Linked DNA regions of Mus musculus: region 2 is linked to region 1. The links are chromatin contacts, called in public promoter capture Hi-C maps. All regions are on one chromosome and are shown on one strand. The core of a region is the stretch at or near the end of the contact, and the rest is flanking DNA. Distances in the headings are between cores, read along the strand shown.

Region 1 (6,145 bases), core at 178-2,677:
AGGACCTACCACTTTTTCCTTGTCACTGATTTTTTTAAAAAGGAAATTCTGTTCTAAGCTGGTCCCATTTTATTTCAGAAGAAACTAACTTATTTGACTCCACGGGCTCACTGGGGATATTTTGAATTTCATTTCTGATTCTGGTAATACTAGAATAACGTTGAGCTACATGGATGAATATATTTTGTATGTGAAAAGGACTATGTCCATTTATGTTGTTATAGTAAAACATTTGTGGCTTGATAATTATGAATTCTCCATGTTCAAGACTCAGCATCTGAACTAGCCTTCATCTAGACAAGGTCCCAGAAAGTGTAAGGCATCAAGGTATCATAGGGGGGAAAAAAGGAGCGCAGATCTATCTCTTCTGATCTTCTCATCTCTCCTTCTCTTATTAAAGCTTGGAGTCATAGTCCTTAAGAGCTGGGGCGTGCTCGCCACCTAGTGGTCATGAAGATGATATTCTGGAATTCAGTCAGGCGTCCCCACCCTGAGAACCCTGTGTAATCTTAATCACTTCTCAAAGTCCTCACCTCCCAAACACCACACACGAAGTTTCTATCTTCTGATACCTCACAATAGGCATTATATCCAACACGGGAGTGCTCAAGAGACGTGCTGACCCACCTCCCCATCTTCCTTTCTCCTCTTTTAGTTCCCGAGTCTAACAAACACTAATCCATGTGTTGTGACCCTCACCTACAGTAGGATTCTTCCTTTGTCCTCTGAAGAAAGACAAGAAGCACTAAAAGTTCTGTGAATTTACAGTTCCAAACACTTCAAGGAGAATAAAGCTGAGCCCATCAAGTTAACAATGGCCTGGGCTAGTCAATTCTAATTTAAGTTGCATAGTGAGGGGATTTGTCCAAACTTTTAGTCTAATAGTGGGGAATTGTGGGTTGAGGGCTTCTCCAGCCTGGTGTGGTCCCTGAGCTAGCCTTGGCACCTGAAAGGCAGAGAAGACAAGGATCACCTATTGCTTGTAACTGGCAATCTGGGACCTTATCCAAAGGACCCCAAAGATATTTCTCCATCCCTACCTACATACCGCACAGAAAGGATTCCTTTTGATTTTACAGCGTTTCAGTGGAATTCAAGAAGGTATCTTTTGACCTGGAAGAAAGGACATTTATTTATTCTCTTGGCCATTTGCAGCTGAGGAAGAAATAACTTACCAGATCTCTGCTTAAAGAAATAATAATAATAATAATAATAATAATAATAATAATAATAATAATAAAAAGGCCTGCAACTGAGGAAAGTAAAGTCCCCTTGAGAGTGGCCACAATCTTCTGCTTTTATTTTGACAGCCCTCCAAGGTCGGGTTTTAAACACTCAGCCAAGAAAAGGCGCCTCCACCCAGCTTGGGCTTGCCAGGAAGACACGCCCCTTCTGCATGCTATAAAGGCAACAGCTGGCTCTGAGCACTTCATCCTAGCTGTAAGTGGAGCCAGACCTGCTAAGCAAGAGGTAAGATTCTCAGGGGTCATAGCAAGGAGGGAGGAAGCTGGCACCTCTTCCAGGAACCAGCACGTTCCTGGTACCTCACCCTCACCCAAGATGTAACCAGAAAATGCTCTGTGGATCCCCAACTGCACCCTACTCCAGGCCGCGGGCCCGAGGGAGGAAGGTGATCCTAGTTTTTCTTTCCCTCGGCTTTCTTTTTGAACCTTGATCTGGGAGACAGTGCCCTGAGCTTCATACGGTCAATCCTGGCTGCAGGGAGGCTGGGAGGGAAGGAAGCTGGTGAGATCCTAGATCCTCAACAATGAGAACTCCATGTGGCCCGGGTAGCTAAACAGCCAGGGACACACATTTGTGATTAGCCTGTACTTGGACAAACTGGAGCTCTGAGTTTGGGACCCAGCTGGATTAGCAGATGAGCCTCAAGCAGGGCTTGCTTACCCACTGCAGGAATCAGCTTGTTTGCAAAAGGGACACAGAGGAGTGTTCCTCTTCCCTGTCACCCACATCTTACTTATTTGAGTGGCATTCTCAAATTCGCATATTTCACTCCAGCTGAGACTTCAGCCTTGATCTCAGGCATGGAGAACTGAAGTAGTATGCTTGCCCTCTTAGGAAAAACAGGATGAGGTAGGAATTCCAAACTGTAGGGTCCTAGGGGTGGATGTCAGAGCTGAGGTAGGTAGTGTTGCTGGTGTTGTAGCTGGCAGTGCTGATCTCCCCTCTTTTGCAGACTTCACCATGGAGCAGCTGAGTTCAGCCAACACCCTCTTCGCCTTGGAGCTGTTCCAAACCCTGAATGAAAGCAGCCCCACAGGAAACATCTTCTTCTCTCCCTTCAGCATTTCTTCTGCCTTGGCCATGGTCATTCTGGGGGCCAAAGGCAGCACTGCAGCTCAGCTTTCTAAGGTTAGCAAAAGCCAAACTGGCCAGCTCTCCCTGCCATCTCCATGCTTGTTAGATGGTACAGTCAGACTTTCAGAGAGCCACACCCCCAAAACAGTCAGTTCTTCATTCACTACCAACTTTAAGTGAGATTAGGGCAGAGTCTCTGTTCAGTTGGGGACACAAAGTGAAGAAAGACAATGACACTACCTGTGGGTTTGGTTCTCCCATTCACAAGAGTGAATCACAGGCTTTCAGGTAAGCTAGCCCTGCACCTCCCCAGAGCTAGCTGTTTCCTGTTTTCCTTTTGCACTGATAACCACTACTCATAAATCATGCCAGTAATAGGGTCACCTTCAGGCATGACAAATATAAGAACATGCTACAGGAAGAGAGCTTGGTGGTGGTGGTTTTTTTATGGGGACAAAAGGTAAAGACAGCCACCTGTCTATGTTCCCAGGGTTAGCCCTGTGCCTCTCTCCAGCCTGATTTCACTGGCTGTGGCTCTGCAGGAGGAGGGATTGTAAAGTCCCTGTGGCCTGTTGGACAGGTCCTACCTCCTCTCAGTCCACCCCTGGGAGACAGCAGGTCACCTTTGCATCTCTCCCCACAGCTGCCTAGTCTTCCTTAATGGGTATGAAGGGCACTTCTGCTCTTGGTGTTCCTTAATTCTGAGAGGGGAATTCTGCCACCTTTGGAAATCATGACAGGAGTGGGTAAAGTGTTTCCTAACTGCACCTGCTGCTAGGTGCTTCTCGCAGGTTATGTCTGCTTCAGCATTAAGGCTTTTTACAGCTGACAGCATCAGGAAACAGTATACTGTCTCAAGGCCTTTCCCTCCCCATTTCAGTCTCGTAGGTGTGTCCATGTAGCAATCTAGTAAGCGGAGCTCAGAGAGTAGCATGGACTCTGGACCCTGTGTGCTTTTGTCCTTTGTGTCCTAGAAGCAAGTAATGAGGCCAGACCTCACACAACCATAAAAGGCCTGTTGATTTACAACTAGCAGAAGAGGAAGTAAACTCTCACCAGAATAAACTTAAGGAAGTTATTTCTCTAGAGAATGAGTTGTGGACCGTAATAAGATAAGCATTGAGAAAGAAGGTCTCAGTCACTCCCACGTTTTGGGTCTCACAACAGGAATGTGTCTTATTGACACTGTTTAGTTATTTCTGAGATTTAAAAAAAATTTTTTAACAAACTTGTATATGGCACAGTATATAAACTTGAATATACCATTTGAATCTTTATGGAAAAAATTTTGACATAAATATTTAACTTGTTAACCATTCACATTCGGGGAACATTTGAAAATTATTCAGAAGCTATGTTTAATGATGTCTCACAGAGCCATACATTTTTGGTTCCATTTTATTTCCTTTGCCAATGATATGTTAATAAAATATTGGGCTGGAGTTACTGGGTATCAAATAAAAGTAATTTGGTGGATGTAGACAACAGGGAATCACTTCATAGATGATTGTATGAAGAATGATGTCTTTCCTTTAGACTTTTCATTTTGACTCTGTTGAGGACATCCATTCACGCTTCCAAAGCCTGAATGCTGAAGTGAGCAAACGTGGAGCATCTCACACTCTGAAACTTGCTAACAGACTGTATGGAGAGAAAACCTACAACTTCCTTCCTGTAAGTACCTAGCACTTCACATTCTGAAACTTCCTGAAGTAACACAGACCTTTCCAGGCACAGACATGTTGCAGGTATTCATAAAAACAGCAAAGAATGCATGTGGGACTTTCATCTCATAGTCTTTCTAAGGAAAGGATCCATCCTGGATGACTTGAGAAAGCAAGGACTGAAGGGATGCCTCTGTGGAGAAGAGCGCTTCCTGTGCAAGTATGAGAAGCTAAGTTTGGATCCCAGAACCCAGAAAAATGCCTGGCATGGCTCTATAGTCTCCTGTGACCCCAGCCCTGTGGGAAAAAGAGCTATGAGGACCCCTTGGGTTTGTGGACCACGAGCCTAGGCAGGTTCAGTGGGAGACCTTGTTTTAAGGGAATAAAAGTATGACACCTGTCATTTTCTCTGGCCTCCATGATTGCACAGGTATGCACACCCATATACACATTTGTACATACATAAACCCCACTTGCATACACACACATACACATACAAAGGAAAAATGAGTCTGAAAAGCCACTTGAAGTATAATCAACATTTACTCAATTATGAAAACATTAGTGTAAAATTCAAAAAGGATGAGTAGCCTTTGTATTAACACCAGAAATGTTATATAAAGGGATATACTTGCCACTACAGCATTGTAAGCTTCAAAGATGACTCAGACACAGCACATGGGAGCCAGAGGTAGGAAGAGCTCTGTGAGTTCAAGGCAAGCCTGGTCTACAAATTGATTTCCAGGACATCCAGGGCTGGTACAAAGAGACATCCTATCTCAAGAGATGTGGGTGGAGGGTTTAAGGAAGGAAGGATGAGAGGGAAGGAAGGAAGGAAGGAAGGGAGGGAGGGAGGGAGGGAGGGAGGGAGGGAGGGAGGGAGGGAGGGAGGGAAAAAGGGAGAAGGGAAAGAAGGGAAGAAGGAAGGAAAATGGAAATGTTTAGGACAGTACATTTACTGTTGTGTGGTTTTCAACATAACAAAAAAGTCCAAAGCTTAGGTTTTAATAAAACATTTTCAATTTTTAGGACTTTGTTATTTTCTTGTGGGGATTTTAGAAAATTTCTGTAGGGAATAGATATAATTCATGGCACTTTTTTTTTTTTTTTAAAAAAAACAGGAATACTTGGCTTCAACCCAGAAAATGTATGGTGCTGACTTGGCCCCTGTGGATTTTCTGCATGCCTCTGAGGATGCAAGGAAGGAGATAAACCAGTGGGTCAAAGGTCAAACAGAAGGTGAGAGGCTGAGCAGTGCTGGCTCTGTTACTCAGTTCCCCTTCTGGAGCTCACCCTGACACAATCAGCTTGTGGACTAAAGGCTGATTTTGACTCCCAGAGTTGGAGGTTTTAGTTTATAAATGATTGGACTTGATGCTGTGGTCCCATGGCAACACTGCACCTCTTGTTAAGACAGTGCAGCAGAGGAGGCCTGTTTACCTCATTGGTGAATAAAGAGAAGGAAGGAGAGACCAGTGTCTCACAACCATTTTCAATAGCAGCAAGCCTTCTCCAAGGTAACGTTGAGGATAAAGACCTACAATCCCAGCACTTTGGAAGCTGAGGCAGGAGGATTGCCTTGAGCACACATGGCAAGAGCCCTGTCTCAAAATACAAATAAATTAAAATACATTCCCAATGATGTATAGGTGGGTAGACCCCACCACCACCACCTAGGACCTACATTTTAAAGGTTCCTCTGTCTTCCAATGCAGGATGGACCAGAGTCCAAACCTTCAAGTCAGGGTCCTTTGGGGACCCCTCTGAACCACAGCAGAGCCATTATGCACAAGTTCTCATTCCCCTGCACTCTCTCACTTGCATCTCCTGTCTCCCTTCCACAACTTCCCAAATCCTGACTTATGTGCACTGACATGTAGATGCTATTCCCTAGAATAAGGGACAATGTAAGATGTCAGAAACTTATTAGTGGAGAAATACAGACATGGTTTAGTGGAACCAGTTGAGTACCTATGGGTCCCCCTGAAGTACAATTGAAAATTAAAACCAACATTAAAATGCAGAATAAAGTTATTATACATGCCTAAACAGAATTGTTTAGTGTTCATATGCAAAGAAATGAGAGGTGAAACCTCATGGAACCATGAAGTCAGTATTTAGAAACTGGTATAGTCATAATATTTTTGGCCACCATCTTGTCC
Region 2 (5,669 bases), core at 783-3,282, 150 kb before region 1:
GGTGCCATTTCCTTCAGACAGAGTATTCATGATGCAGAGTCTGGAGGGAAAGGAGATATAAAAATCAACGTAGAGCTGAAGGTTCATTGTTCTCAGGCAGGGAAATCTGGGACTCTGTTTCTGGTTGTCATTTCAAAGGTCATAGGTACCTTAAATTAGATTTCAAAAATTCATTCTAGATTACAGTCCTTCCAATTTTAAGGTTATTAGCTAAGTGTGGTCATTGCAGCAAACCAAACTAGCTTCTTCTCATCTGCACAGGGAGAACGCAAGATCATCAGGAGCACAAACACAAAACACAGCAGAGAGAGGTGGTATTCAGCCTTCTCCCATACAGACCAACGCCTCTCTTCTGAAGACAATAGAGTTTGAAGAAGGAAGAAGAGGAAACGAAGAAGAAAACAACCAGGAACATTGGGTCCTCTTGCCTGACTCAGCAACTCTGTATCCTGGACGCTGCCTGTGAAGACTCCTGTGTTACCCATGAAGAATTAGACAGTATCCTCCCCACTTTCGAGATGCTACAGAAAAGACACTGAGATGCTAAATGAGACCCAAAGACAAGCTAGCATTATTACTGTGTTGTGTATTGGGGAGCATTCCCCTGCAGTAGCTGCTCAGAGGACCTTGCATCAGCTGCAGGCACCCTGGCTGCTTTTCTACTGATTATGACTCATCTTCCAGATGGATGGACAGCTTGGCCCAGACTAAGTGACTGCTCCTGACACTTTAACCCAGTTCTGAGTCCCTGTGCATCCCATGGCTGTGCTCTCACTGTTCCAGGGTTCACCTTTGAACCCTCACATATGTTCAGAGTGCTTCCTACTGAGTTAACATGCAGATCACATAGCCTAGGGAGCATCAGAACACTCAAACCACACTTCTTCCCATTCCTCAGACAGAGGGACACAGCAACCTGAGAGTGTACTCGGATCCTCTGGCTCCTCCCCTTATGACTTCCAGGGCTCTGGAGGAAAGGTGGGGCTGCTTTATTTCAAAGACTTACTCTCTGGCTAGTCCTCTCATCTAACCCAGCTTGCCCCCTTCTCCTGCATTCCTGCCCTTATGTCACTTTAAAGTTGCTTCTGAGTCCTTGAAGTGCAGTTTATTTCACCTAGAACATTCCCTACCCCATCCCTGTCACTGAGTTCAAACTACTCCCCTTTCCCAACTTCATTGGAACAGGACAGCCTCAGGGCCTCTGCTCTCCTTCCCTAGTGCAGCTTCCCCACCCCAGGTCTGCTCTTAAGTGTCACCTTTCTCTTAAGTGTCACCTTTCTCTTACTGATTGCTGTCCTTTCTACTCCATATTCTGGAGCTCTCTGAAGGTAAGGGGGATGTCTGGCACTCTAATAGTAAGCATACTCAAATAAAGGGGTATTTGATTTCTCAGATAAAGTTATCAAAGATATGATCACTGTCAGCATGGAGTGAATTATTTTATAAATGAGAATGAGCAGTGCTCAAATTTGTACCAGAGACCCCAGATGTTTAAAGGGTCCGGAAGTAAGAGAGGGATTACTTTGCAAGATCCACAGGGAGAAGACAGAGGCTTTCAAATTGCCTAGGTGGTAAGGACTGATAGAAAGCATAAAAAGATACCAGTGGAGAGGCCGCCAATATCCTGCAGTCCCCAGGCCTGGCTCAGGAGGAGCCAACACAGCTTAGAAACCAGCCCTAAGATCTGCATCTCTGCCATTGGCCAGCTGGAGATCCTAAAGGAGTCACCATTTAAAAAGCTCATCAGACATTACCTCCCAGCTGTCTCTTTCCCTAACTAAGCAGTCTTGTTTTCCCTCCTGGACTCAGCCTATGCCTTGTAAACATGACCTCTGCGGGTCCCACAGCGCCACCCCGAGCCAGATGCCCGCACCTACCACAGTTGCGGCTTCTCAATCCAGCGTTTGCAGCCTTGATGCTCCCAGTAGGCTTTCAGAGCTGCCTGTACAAGGCAGGGACTTCTGGTTTTGTGCTCCTGCTCAGGGGCGGGGAGACAGGCTGCTTCTGGCTCTGGCGACCACAGCAGGAAGAGGATGAGTGGGGGTTGGGAAAAAACTGGGTCCTTAGAGAAAGTGAAAGTAGCAGGAGTTTTCGCTGTGCACCAAGGGAGAATGTCAGGGATTTTAATAAAACTCTGGGCCTGCGGGGTGGCAAGTGGTAGATGTGAAGGGTGCCCCGTGTCTAAATCCATTTCCACACACCCAGCCTCCTCTCCTGGCAAACACTAACCCATTTTCTGGCTTTTTTAACCAGTCATGAGCACTTTGTTTAAACAGAGTATGCAATCATGTGTGTGGTCTTTTGCTAAACAGATGTTTCTGAGGCTCAGCCTTAAGTGTTCAAGGTGGCAGTGACCGGGGCACAGGCGACAGGCTTGCCACACGATGTGAGCTGTGGGCATTGGAATATGTTTAAAAAAAAAAAAAAAAAAAAAAAACTCAACTCAAGTGAAACCACCATTCTTGACTTTGCCAGAGAAAGAAATTTCTGAAAGAGATCGTATGAGATGGAGTTGGATTTATTGAGAAGCAAACACAAATATATTTTTAAAAAGTAATACAGAAAGGGAAGAAAAGTAGGAAAAGAGAGAATGAGACACACCTAAGCATGCAGGGCTCTCAAGACGAGCATGGCTGCAGTGACTCAGCAGTAGCCTCATGTGTGGCTTTGGTGGCTCTCAGATGCTACATCTTACAAAGTTGCTGAGAAAACCTCATTCTCCTTTGTAGTTAATAGAGATTCAGTATTTCTTTGTTCAGTTATTTAAGGACAAGCTTTTAAAATGACAAAGAATGAAACTATACGAGGCCAAACGCATAAGTAGAACTTCAACATAGGAAGCCTTGGTGGGAAACAGGAAAGAACATTAGGAAGACTTCTCAGACACAGGAGAGGCTCACCCTGTCTATAGGATGAGTCACCCATTTTGCTAACCTTGAGAGTCCATTCAATTTTAAACCCTGTGGTATACTCAATCTAGAAAGCTTTCTTTCCCACGTGTTCTCCTTGTGGCTCATGGCTTTTCTCCAATCTCTTCTTCCCTGAAGCTTGCTGTGTTGCTTTTTGGCTTCTCCAAGGTGCTCATCCTCTCAGCTCCATTTTCCACAAGAATCTCCTCACACCACTCTCCTCTAACCCCTGACCCAGCAGGAAGTGACAGCAGCTGCAGGACCTTTAGCTCCTGGCTTTCTTGATCATCTTGCTTGAGGCAAGGTTTGGCTTCCTTACCTGCAACATCTGCTTCCTCACCCTCTGTCCTCCACCAGCAGGAGGAGATCCAACCTCCTGTCCCTTTAGGTTACCGTATTTTCTCTCCTTTGATCAACAGCCAGTCTGACCACCTCCTGTCTTAACTTTTGTTCTTGGGGTCACTTTCCCCCTGATCCCACGTCACTGAAGCAGCTGGCCCACTGCTATCTTCCTCTTTGTCCTTGTATCTTTTTTTTTTTTTAATTAGGTATTTTCCTCATTTACGCAGTATCTCCTTTCTGTTCTGCTTCTCCTTCCTCACCCCAGCTCCATCTCATTCAACAATGAACCAACTTATTTTTTTATTCTTGGCTAGAATGTTCTAGCCTTTTATCTACTCACTCACCCCCCAATTTGGTTTTCTGGATGTAGTCTATTACTACATGGACCTGCCCTTGAAAACAGCACCCACTCTACAGAGCACAGGTCCCACAGCAATACGCTTCTCCATGGACTTCGTCTCCCTTAAGTAAGTTATTGTGATCATTCTCAGTGCACTTCCTGCTTGATGGCATGGACTCTCATTCTTCTCTCACTTGGAGAATTTTATGGAGTCAAAATTTTCCATATTTTTGCTGCTTGGGGCTTCTATCCCAGAGAGCTACAACAGCAACCCCCTATGCCTAAGTTCCCTTCCTTGTGTTTCCTAAATAAATATGACTTTATGGGTACCTTGCATAGGAATTATAGTCAGGCACGATAAAGCATGGGTTAGAAGGCTGCCAAGGCATCTCTTGGACTATAAATAGGTTTTCTTCTAAGAGTCCTAGGAATTTGCATGCTCACATCTGGAAAAGGAGAATGACTCTGTATGCTTAGGCTGTAAGCATGATTGCTGTTTTACTCTTCTTCATTGAAATATCCATGCAGAGAATGAGTATTGTGTGCATGTCAGCAACCGTCACAGAACCTGTTAACTGGGCTGGCAAGAGTCTTAATCAGACCCGGGAATGTAGGACTTCATTCCTTTCCTGAATCTGCTTAACTATTTTGTTCTTTCCTTAGTATCTCAAGACAATATTTGTCAGACATTTGTTTCTTTGTCTGGTTAAAGATATTATCTAAATTAAGTTTGTATTCAATCAGTCAGCGTTAGATTGTTTCTATCTTTTATCTGGTATTAATTTTACTATGAATGTCTATGTATAAATTTGTGTATAGATATATGCTCTCTTGGCGTTACCTAGGGTATAGCCCAAGGAATTTCTGGGTCTTATGACAACTCTACATTTCATACTCTGAAGAACTAACTACCTACCTAATGCTTTTGAGGTCTTCTGTGTATTATATGCCCCACCAACAGGCTATAAGTTTCAGTTTCTTCCCGTGCATGTTTTTTCTTTTCTTATTTTAGCCAATCGGTGTGATAAGGTTACTCATTTACGGTTTTGAGTTTTCCCTGATGAGTAATGATGTCAATCATAAGCTCATGTGCTCACTGAACCTTTAAAAACCTTTCTATAAGACTGCCTACTCACATTACTTCCCATTTTTCTTGAGGCATCATCATCTTCATCTTCGTCATCATCATATTGCAAATGAATTGCATGACACCAATTTCTTTTTTTTTTTTAGATTTATGTATTTATTTTAATAAGTACACTGTAGCTGTCTAAAGACACACCAGAAGAGGGCATAGGAGAAGAAGCCACCATGTGGTTGCTAGGAATTGAACTCATGACCTCTGAAAGAACAGTCAGTGCTCTTAACCACTGAGCCATCTCCCCAGCCCCGACACCAATTTCTTAATTGCGTTCTCTGCTTACCTTTTTATCTCTGTGGTAAATTCTAAAACCTCCAAAAATACGTCAGGTGACTGTCATTTCCGTGAGATGTGATTCATGAAAAGTTCCTCCTAGCCGTAGTCACAGCTCTGGTCTGCCTCTTCCTGGAACCTGTGTGGCCTCTATTGAGAAAACTCCTTTTCATGCCTCCATAGCTCTCACTTAAGCCCCTTTAATCAGACATAATAATCTGAGAGTTGATTGGTTCGCTGTGAAATCTTTCTTTGGGTTGACTGGATCCAATGAAGTTGCTCTCACTTTAGAGGTGAAAGTTTTAGAATTCTGTTAAAAAAAGTGGCATGTCCTAACCTAGGTTTCTTTTTGTTCTTGTAGGTGGGAGGCTGGACCCTGAGACTGCCTTCCCCAGATTGCCTGTAGATCTCTATCCCTACATTCCTGTGGTTTGTGTACTGGACTGTCTAGGCCCACATGTTCCTGTGTGTGTACTGTGTAGATCATCCTGGGCCTGCGTCCCTGCTGGAAGTTATCAGCCTGGTGGTTTTTCCCCACAGTGAATAAATATGTCTTATTTGTCTATGACTCCTTACATTTTTCAGCCTCCAACCTCTTCTGATCTCCTCCTGTCCCAGAATCAGAATGTGGATCACACAGTGGCAGGAAGGTAGCTCCGGCTGG

The links. Capture Hi-C pulls out chosen DNA fragments and counts their contacts.
Region 2: a promoter capture Hi-C map of adipose tissue shows a contact between it and region 1. The contact joins the promoter of Serpinb9 here to the promoter of Serpinb1a in region 1. A contact is called at or near these places in 15 of 39 promoter capture datasets (the 3T3-L1 cell line, 3T3-L1-derived adipocytes, the C10 cell line and 10 more), 1 of 15 datasets of contacts at CTCF or cohesin (CD8 T cells), 2 of 484 Hi-C or Micro-C datasets (the C2C12 cell line and group 2 innate lymphoid cells), 3 of 115 datasets of contacts at active chromatin or transcription factors (effector CD8 T cells, memory CD8 T cells and pancreatic cancer cells) and 4 of 9 other capture datasets (adipose tissue, liver, macrophages and 1 more).

What each region holds. Positions count from the first base shown.
Region 1 is chr13:32,846,467-32,852,611 of GRCm38.p6, reverse strand. Serpinb1a (serine (or cysteine) peptidase inhibitor, clade B, member 1a) reads left to right here and starts at 1,427. Exons shown (of 7, transcript NM_025429.2): 1 at 1,427-1,470; 2 at 2,198-2,373; 3 at 3,856-3,993; 4 at 5,105-5,222. The coding sequence starts at 2,206.
Region 2 is chr13:33,000,904-33,006,572 of GRCm38.p6, reverse strand. Serpinb9 (serine (or cysteine) peptidase inhibitor, clade B, member 9) reads right to left here and starts at 2,032. Exons shown (of 7, transcript NM_009256.3): 1 at 1,878-2,032; 2 at 1-40. The coding sequence starts at 30. It overlaps Gm36181 (a long non-coding RNA gene), which reads left to right and starts at 766. Exons shown (of 3, transcript XR_382177.2): 1 at 766-978; 2 at 3,622-3,718; 3 at 5,367-5,667.